Regions from separate parts of the Drosophila melanogaster genome. Here region 1 is linked to region 2. Evidence: chromatin contacts called from public HiChIP or PLAC-seq data. All regions are on one chromosome and are shown on one strand. The core of a region is the stretch at or near the end of the contact, and the rest is flanking DNA. Distances in the headings are between cores, read along the strand shown.

Region 1 (4,091 bases), core at 1,546-4,045, 150 kb before region 2:
TCCTTGATGCTCACAATCGCCCCTCGCTCCGCGTCGCCGCGTCTAAGATCTCGAGTCAGACGCTTCAGATACCACTCCAAGTCGCAGCCGATCTACGGAGATATAGAACATCCCACAAGGAGCACAGAGCAAACGGATTGTTAATCAATAAATAGGTATCCAAATGTTGCTGCTAGAGCTAATCAGTGTTTCATTAAGTGTTTGTTTCATTAGTGCCTCGATGTGATTCTTGATATTTGCATAACAGATATACAACAGAAAAACCTTAGAGACTTGTCAACCGTTTGGACATGAGTTTCAGCTTTGTCATGGGAATTTGCATTATCACAATGATTAGTAAATTCGATTTGTTTTACTGAAACGCACACAGTTTGTGATTTCTTAGCATTAATTTGCATAGAACTTTTGGTTCGACTAGGCAACAAACTAAGCAGAGGAGAGCTAAAGTCTTGAGCTATAAACGTTATGGTTTTTTTTTCGTAGTAATGCCGTAGTTGGTGGTGACCTTTGATAAGATACAACAAGTCAGTAACAATAAACAGGTTCGATTTGATAAGCCCCAGATAGCAACATGGCCCGTTAGAGAGGTTCTTTTATCATTAATAATCAATAATATAAGATATGCCATTTCGTAACTCATTGATCAAAATTGGAAACATTACAATCAGAAGAGGAAATTTAATGGAACCTAAAAAATTGAATTTAATAATTTTACCCAGTAGCTTGGTGTAAGTGCCGCACCTCGAAATATTAAAATATAGCTATGATCCAAAACGATATGCCGGCGAAACACTTCGATTGTAAGGGAATGGAATTCGATTTGAATAACAGGCAGTTCCTATCTTTAAATGGAATCGGTGTAATTACAAGTCAAACCAGAGTAAAATAGTATTGTTGGTTATTTTTTTCTTCAATCGGGCCCCGCGATTAAGCGTGGAAATGTGTGTTGTGTTGGTCGGTGTAAGAGTTCCGAACGTGTGTCGTGGACCTGGGAGCGGGAGTTTGCAACTTGGACCCGGCTGGTTGAGTGACTCACCTCCTCCATCAGCGAGAACATCTGTTTCAGCTTGGCGCCAGCGAAGGCTGGTGCTAAACGGGTGCGGATCTCGCGCCATTCGGGTTGTTTGGCCAAAAATAGCGATAAGGCGCCCATTTTATCGCTGCGCCCGTCGCACTTGGCGAATCGGTTGGAGAAGCTGACGAAATCCTCAACCAGAACGGTGCGGACCAGCTGGAGATCGCGGATAAGCAGGGCTGGCTGGTGGAACAGATAGATACCCACGACGGGCTCGTTGCGAAACCGCTCGTCGAAGTAGAAGCGGCGCAACTGGAGAGCAAAGGACTCCTCCAGTCGGAGCACCCGGCTCAGGTTGCCCAGCAGGTGGGTCGGCTGGACGAACTTCACCCGCCGGCGCTGCCAGTAGACGTAGGTGCGCCGGGACCAGATGAACACGCCCGTCAGGATCGTCACTATCGCCAGCAGGATGTTCGTGGAGTACACCATCTCGCACTCGGGATCCGCAGTCAGGTCCAGCGGTGGCTGAATCGTGGAGGGATATGCGGATAGTGCCTTGGATTGACCGATCTAAGATTTCAGATTATTCCAGCAGTTGTGACCTCTTCGCTTTTGTTTTGATCGTCTGTTTGTTGTAAGACACAATGACTCCGGATATGGTATTTTTTATACGACCGTAGTTAACTTGCTATGTTTTTTAAGCTAAAGTTATTAGTTGTTCTCTGATTTCATATATATATAAAGTACTAAAGAGCTTTTAAATGTATTTATTCAGTGAAAATTCAATAGTATTTTTTTTTTTTTTTTGTAATGATGCTTCTTTGATTTCTTCGTATTTCTGATGTGTTTTTTAGTTGCACAGAGATCTTTAATTTATCCAATTCATTTCTAACTCCTGTTGGAAATCTATTTGAACTTCGCTGATTTCATTTCTCTTAAGAGCGTTCTATTTTCCCAGCAATATTTCTTCTTCGAAGATCGTCCGATAGTCTTTCTTCAAGTTTTGTTTTCAATTTATTTAGTCGGGGCTTTCGAACAATGTGGTTGACAAATTTTATTTTATCTGCGCGGTTTAATAATATTCTGCATTTTCCGTTGTTTTATGGTTGTTTCTGTTTCTGCTTTTGCTTTAGCTCTACTTTTTTCTTATCGTTTTGGCGCTCCTCCGCGTGGGGCTTTGCCGTTATTTGTTGATTCTCTTTGTCTTTGTTGTTTTTGTAGCTCCTTTGCGTTGCTCTCTTTTCCGCCAATCGTTGTAGTTGTTGTTTTGTTAGCAATCCTCAATGTCCCTTTATCGGGCTTTCTGGCTTTTCTCGGCGTCGCGTGTTTTATAAATAAATACTTAACTAATTATATCACATTTGAAACGACAACTACAAAAAAATATGTAAAAAAAATGACTAAAACAGACCACAATGAAGAATTAAATGCACAACAACGCGACGTCAACAACAAATGGAAGAGGCGAAAGAAGAAATAGCCACGCCGAACGAAAAGAAGAAGAGCACCGCGCAGAAAGACACAGAGAGAGGGATAGAAAGAGAAGTCGCAAGAGAAATGCGAAAAAACCGCGAATACAATTTACAAATAGCGAATTACAGAAAATAAGTCTAAAAATATAAATAAAATCGCTTGCTAGCTCCACCAAGCGACGCTTTTTAACTGACGCTACGTCAACGACCAAAGCCCCACGAAGGCAGCGACGTCGACAGAGCGGCGACGACGCCCCCATCAACGTATGCTGTTCTTTTGTGCTTTATTTTATTAACCGCAAGTTTGCGGGAGACAAAAGAGAGAGGGAGAGATCTTTCGGCGGGATAGTACACAGATACAGAAGAGAGCGCAAAAAGAGAGCTTTGCGAAGAATTTGAACAGTCATGTCATGAGGCACATGTTCTAGTTCGCACAGTGAAACTCATTTTAGCGAGGGGTGGTCAAATGCGGTTTCGTCCAGGTAATCGAATGCACAGCGACCCCACAGCAACTACATACATGACAAAAATCCATATTTTTTAAATTAATTTTAAAAAGTCTTAAAATAATTGAATTTGTATGTGATGCGATCAATGTGATGGTCAAATGTGATTTCGTCCAATTAATAACATCCCACAGCAATGCATCACAAAAAAATTATCTTTGGCTTAGTTCTAATGTTTAGCTGGAATATCTAATAAAACAACTGCAATTGTATGTATATTTCGTTTTATTCATACATTTAATTCCTAATTTATTGAAGTTGTGTTGTGTTTTAGTCATATTCAGAAAAACTACTAGAAATATGTATGTATATTTTTATTCAACGTGTGAGCCAGCGCTTTCGGTTTGTCCCACTGTTGGTGACAGAAAGATGCCAAAGCGCAAAGTAGACCGCAAATAAAAGTGACGATTAAAAGCGAAACTGCAAAACAACAACAATGACGTGACGCGACGGTGACCGCGAATCTTTCGATGAAAACAAAGAGAGCGAAGAGAGCGTAAATTTGTTTTTGTTAGCGGGTGCAGTACAAGACAAAGACAATGGTCACTTCTCGTTGTTAGGGCTTTTCATTCTAGCTTTTATTGTGTTCTTTTCGATTACTTATTTCTTGTCGCCTGTGATGATTTATAAATAAACGTTTTGGCTGTCCTCTGCCATTCGTTGCCTCTGCTTTTCGTTTTTTCTCTGTTACGTGCATTTGTTGTTGCGGTTCAGCTGATTTGATTTTCGCGTATTCTTCTGTTTGCAAGGGAATATCGATAACTAACGAAGGAGGCATCCCTGTGCAAAGTGGGCGCCAAATCAAAAAGCTGGCACAAAATTAAATAAATGTGGAGTATGATAGGTTTTGGTATAACTTATCTACCTGATAACTTAACAACTTTGCCGTGTTATTATTAAGTTAACTAACTAGTACTAACTACAGTTAATAAGTACTTTTATGTGTGCTTGTATCTTTTGTTTTTTATTGCTTAAAATTTATTTTATAACAAACGAAAACATCAACAAATGTTGCTTATCGGAAATTAAAACTTTGAATTTTCGTGAATCCCGAAAACAGTTTGTTGTGAGGCCAGTATTGAACTACTTTCCCCTGAT
Region 2 (4,353 bases), core at 523-3,022:
TGGCCAAATGGCCAACTGGCCAACTAGCCAAACTGCCAAACCGCCGAGTTTAGGATGCGAGCAATCCGGTTTAGTGCGATTTCTATTTGTCCTATGCGCAGGCCATTGAAGGTATTGTCGTAACTAACCTAGCCTAATCACAACCAAGTTGCTCTGAAAGATAATCTATGCATACTTGCTATGCGCACTCTGGGAGCCAAACTTGTGCAACCCAACTTCATCCGCCTTCGCCGATGTGCCGTGTCCATGAGGCTAGACGTAACCGCTCGTAGCTCAGCTGATCCCACAGATGTGGCACGATCTCTGAAGCAGATCCACAGATGGGGCTGTTCCATGTAGCTATTGCTCGGATCTATAATGGTGTGGGTGGGGTCCTACCTTGAATCGGTGCTCCTCGACGATCAGAGTGACGTCCGTGAGTTTCTCCTCGTTGCGCAGCTTGTTGAGGCCCCGCAGAAGGGTCTCCTCCTCGGGGGACACGGGATTCACAGGAATTTTGGCCGCAGCCGACGTTGCTGTCGCTGCCGGCGTCACTGCTGGCGCTGGCGTCGCTGCCATGCTGTTCGCTGTACTCTCTCGGAACGGACCAAAGATTAGAGCGGGCTATTAACCTATATATATGTTAACCTATGTGGTCCCAAGGTTGGGGAATCCGTCTGATAAGAAATTCTTGAGATGACCGAGCTTCTGGTGCGCGAGTGCGAGTGCGAGCGAGAGGGCAGCACGTTCTGTTTACACTCGCGGCCAGCTGTCTACAAACCGTTATTTGGCGAACTATGAACCGTTCTACGACAAATATACGCACGAAATTAGCTAAATTATTGCTAAACACTGGCAGAGAAAAAAGTTTCGCGTGCGATTTCTTTGCTTGTTGCTACCTCTTTGCTTCTTTTCCCTCTTGCGACTTTTTACTTTTCGCGTTTTTGACGTTTCTTCTCTTGACGTTTGAACTGCCAAGTCGGCTAGCACCGCTAGTGATGCGCATTTAGCTATCGATTGCGGAGCGCGATCGTTTAAAATTATATTTTCAAATTTCATATATATACCCGTATTCCTGGGTGCTTTTAATTGGGAGACGGGTGAGTATGCAATTTAAAAGGTTTTTATAAGAGAATGCTAGCTTTTGAAGTCAAAAGCTCGCGAATTTCCCCTTTAACATTGATATGGTAGCATTTAAAAATGAAATTGTTAAATTTGCACCAAAATAAGTCTATGTTAGTTACTTAGTTTAGCTTAGTAAGATAGCTTACGTTAACTTTAGGCAGAAATATTAATACTAAAAGAATAATTAATTAATTTCTTTAAAAAAGTCAATCTTATCAGAGACATTGAAGTATTTCACGTTAGGCAGTTGTTTCTTGTTAGAAAATGTTTTTCGGATCCGCAAATAATTTTGATACGAGAAAAGATATCTAATTAAGTATTATATATTATATAAATATATATTTAAATTAATACACTATGATATTAGTGTGGGTGAGTTCAAATACACTCTTAAAAATACGCGTTCCATTCTTGGACCAACATTTATTCAGCGTGCTGTATCTATTCACTGCAAATATTTCAGAATAAAGTGCAGGCTAGCAGGTAAAAAAATTGTATTTAATTTTTTTTCTCACAATATCTATAGTCTCCAGTGTTAACTAATGGCCAAAGTTTCGTCCAGTGGTGATATCGCAGCATAAGCCGATAAGCTGCTGCAAAGTATCGACATACGTCCAGGCATGAAAACATCGATAGCCTGCGTGGCATCGGCCGTATTCCACCTCTACTCGACTGGTCTGGTCACTCGAAAATCACATCGGACGAAATCGAGTGGAAAGCGGAGCAAGTAAAACAAGAAGTAGAGTAAAATACACAACTAATTAATTGTAATTTGGCCGAAAGTGCAGACGGTGCGCGCGCGATCGCTTGATTGTATTGTGAATCATTAGTAATTAAAGCAGCGTAAGTGCTGGCGCAACCACAACAACAAACGTGTGGCGTCAAATTTTTTTTTTGTGAAAAGAAAAAGGCGAAAAGTGTAATAAAAAAGTAAAAAGCAAGCGATGAATGTGTGCAAGGCGTTCCAAAAAATACAAGGATCGATGCAAGGCGAAGAAAAACACACAACGAATTCGGCAAACATTTTGGTTGTTCGCTAGTTAAAGTAATTAGTTTATTGCTCGCCGCCGCCGACGACGCCAAAAACAACAACCACAACAACAGAAGCAACGAAAGAAAGCAACAGTCAAATGGCGAAGAAGAAGCAGAAGCTGAAGCGGCAACAACAATTGGAGTGCAAAATGCAACGTGCATGAAATAAAGATTTTTACTCTGTATTTGTGGTTTTTTTGCACAGGCCCAAATGAAAATTGTCGCGCTGTTTCTTTTTCTTCCTTTCTCTTTCCCGCACTCTGCAACCTTAAAGAAGAAGCAAAAAAGCGGAGCAATTACGAAAGGAAGGAAAAGAAATGAAAAAGAAATGAAGTCGTGTAGGTGTGTGTGAGTGTGTTTTTGTGTGCGGTATGTGCGTGTGTGCGCGCCACATGAGGAAACTGCCAGCAGCGACGCCAACTGCGGCGTCGGCAGCATGTAGAACCCAAAAAATAAAGCAAAACAAAAAAGTCCACAAGAAAAAACATAAAAACACAGTTACGGTTACGATAATAGTATCAATAGCATCGCGTTTACTGACAATTAAAATTTGTTAAAAATAACAAACATTTTAGTATCTTTAAAGTAAAATAATCAATCTTATGTCACGAAAGTAAAAGAGTGCACTCCTTTCTACTTTTCTTGAGTTATCGGTAGTTAACGGTAGAATGCCCTTTGAAGTGCTATTATTTTGACCGTTACTGCTGATTTTTTGGCTGCCACTGACTCACATTTCATTGATAAGAAGAAGAAGGAAAAGAAAAGAGAGGAAAGAATGGGAAAGAATTGAGGAATGTCCTTAAATAAACAAACAATAAATCGCCTTATCAGCTCCACACCGTTTTTGTTGTGTTTTTTCTAGTTTGCAAAATTAAAACGAAATCATAAATATACAAAAAGGAAGCAACAAAAAAGTTTAAAAGAAAATCGTCAGAAAGGGAGAAGAAAATCTTCCTGGTTTTTGGTAAGTATCATAGGCTTTTTGTTTATTTTATAAAAATGTTGTGTAAATCTAAACAGTATAACAATTGAAGAATCGGCACTTTTCGGCCCATTTTGTGCACTCTCTTTATTGCTCTCTTGCTCTGTTCCCATCTTTCACGTCTTCCATTTTCCGTTGTATGCCAGCAGCGAAAGTTGTCTTCCTGCTTTTTAGGTTTTTTTTTTGTTTACGTACCACCAGACTCCCTTCTCTCTTCTACTGGACCTCTTTCTCTCATTTCCTCTCTGCGGAGAATTCTTCTGCAGAATTCACAGAGACAACGCAAGAAATTAGGCGAATAAAAAAATGTGTTCATTCTTAAAACTTCTGAATTATTTTTTATTTTTTGATAAATAAGTGCAATAAATTTTCATTTACAAGAATTGTAGCCCTTAACAGTCAAACGATTGCGTTTGAAGGGATTTAACCTTTTTCGAACTTTAAAACCCCTGTCACATTGAAGAATATTAAAGAATATTAAAAAAAGTAATCAACAGGAATAAATTACTTAATTTCTGAAATTATTCCCAAATTACCGCAGTATTTGCTGGCTATAACGATATTGCCATATAGCGCCCACTTAAAAATTGCAGGATAATTTTCGTGAAACCTCCGTAATTTGCAATCAATACTCAGCTGGTTTAAAATTTCCCATTTCGCAGTGGAATTATCGGGCACTTTCGGCCAACTTTTTACCCATTTCCTCTACTGTTTTACTATTTTGCCACTTAACTTCGTTGACATTGCCCCTAACTTGAGGACAATGGGCAAATAAAGACATGAACAATCGGAGCACACGCACCTCTGCTGCAAATGGTAAAAGTCAATAGATAATTATGTATAATGAGCAAAGAATTACGTTGCCCAATTGGCAATTATTGCAACAATAGTTAAATCCATTACGTGTTTCTGCCCCCTGCGAATGCCGGCCAATAATAACGGGCATTTCCAGCCCGAGCTCGAACTCGGACCGAATCACGAATTGTAAGAAAACTCAACTTTATGCGCCGGACTTTGGTTACTGTTACTGTTATTGCCTCTCCATGGGCTAATGTTATTTTGTATTTTGTTTTCCAATTTTTTTTTTGTGTCTTGGTCAACACGCAAGAAGCAAAAGTAAAAAAAAAAAAACCAAAGGGGCGAGTAAAAAAAAAACAGCAACAAACTAAAATTACATAAAACCTTGAAGTTACACGCGCAGAAACAAATGCTCTATGAACTTTGCTCACTTATTT

The links. HiChIP or PLAC-seq counts read pairs in DNA pulled down with a chosen protein or histone mark.
Region 1: a Psq HiChIP or PLAC-seq map of the Kc167 cell line shows a contact between it and region 2, with 2.6 times the contacts expected there. The contact joins the promoter of Cyp6v1 here to the promoter of RhoGAP19D in region 2. A contact is called at or near these places in 1 of 1 datasets of contacts at CTCF or cohesin (the Kc167 cell line), 3 of 107 Hi-C or Micro-C datasets (the Kc167 cell line and wing imaginal disc) and 2 of 6 datasets of contacts at active chromatin or transcription factors (both in the Kc167 cell line).

The regions. Positions count from the first base shown.
Region 1 is chrX:20,655,826-20,659,916 of dm6, reverse strand. Cyp6v1 (Cytochrome P450 6v1) reads right to left here and starts at 2,795. Exons shown (of 4, transcript NM_001298570.1): 1 at 2,615-2,795; 2 at 1,037-2,388; 3 at 1-92. The coding sequence starts at 1,504. It also overlaps asRNA:CR45466.
Region 2 is chrX:20,508,113-20,512,465 of dm6, reverse strand. It overlaps RhoGAP19D (Rho GTPase activating protein at 19D), which reads left to right and starts at 1,772. Exons shown (of 15, transcript NM_001298567.1): 1 at 1,772-1,947; 2 at 2,999-3,100. It overlaps CG1812, which reads right to left and starts at 922. Exons shown (of 4, transcript NM_134553.3): 1 at 379-922. The coding sequence starts at 558.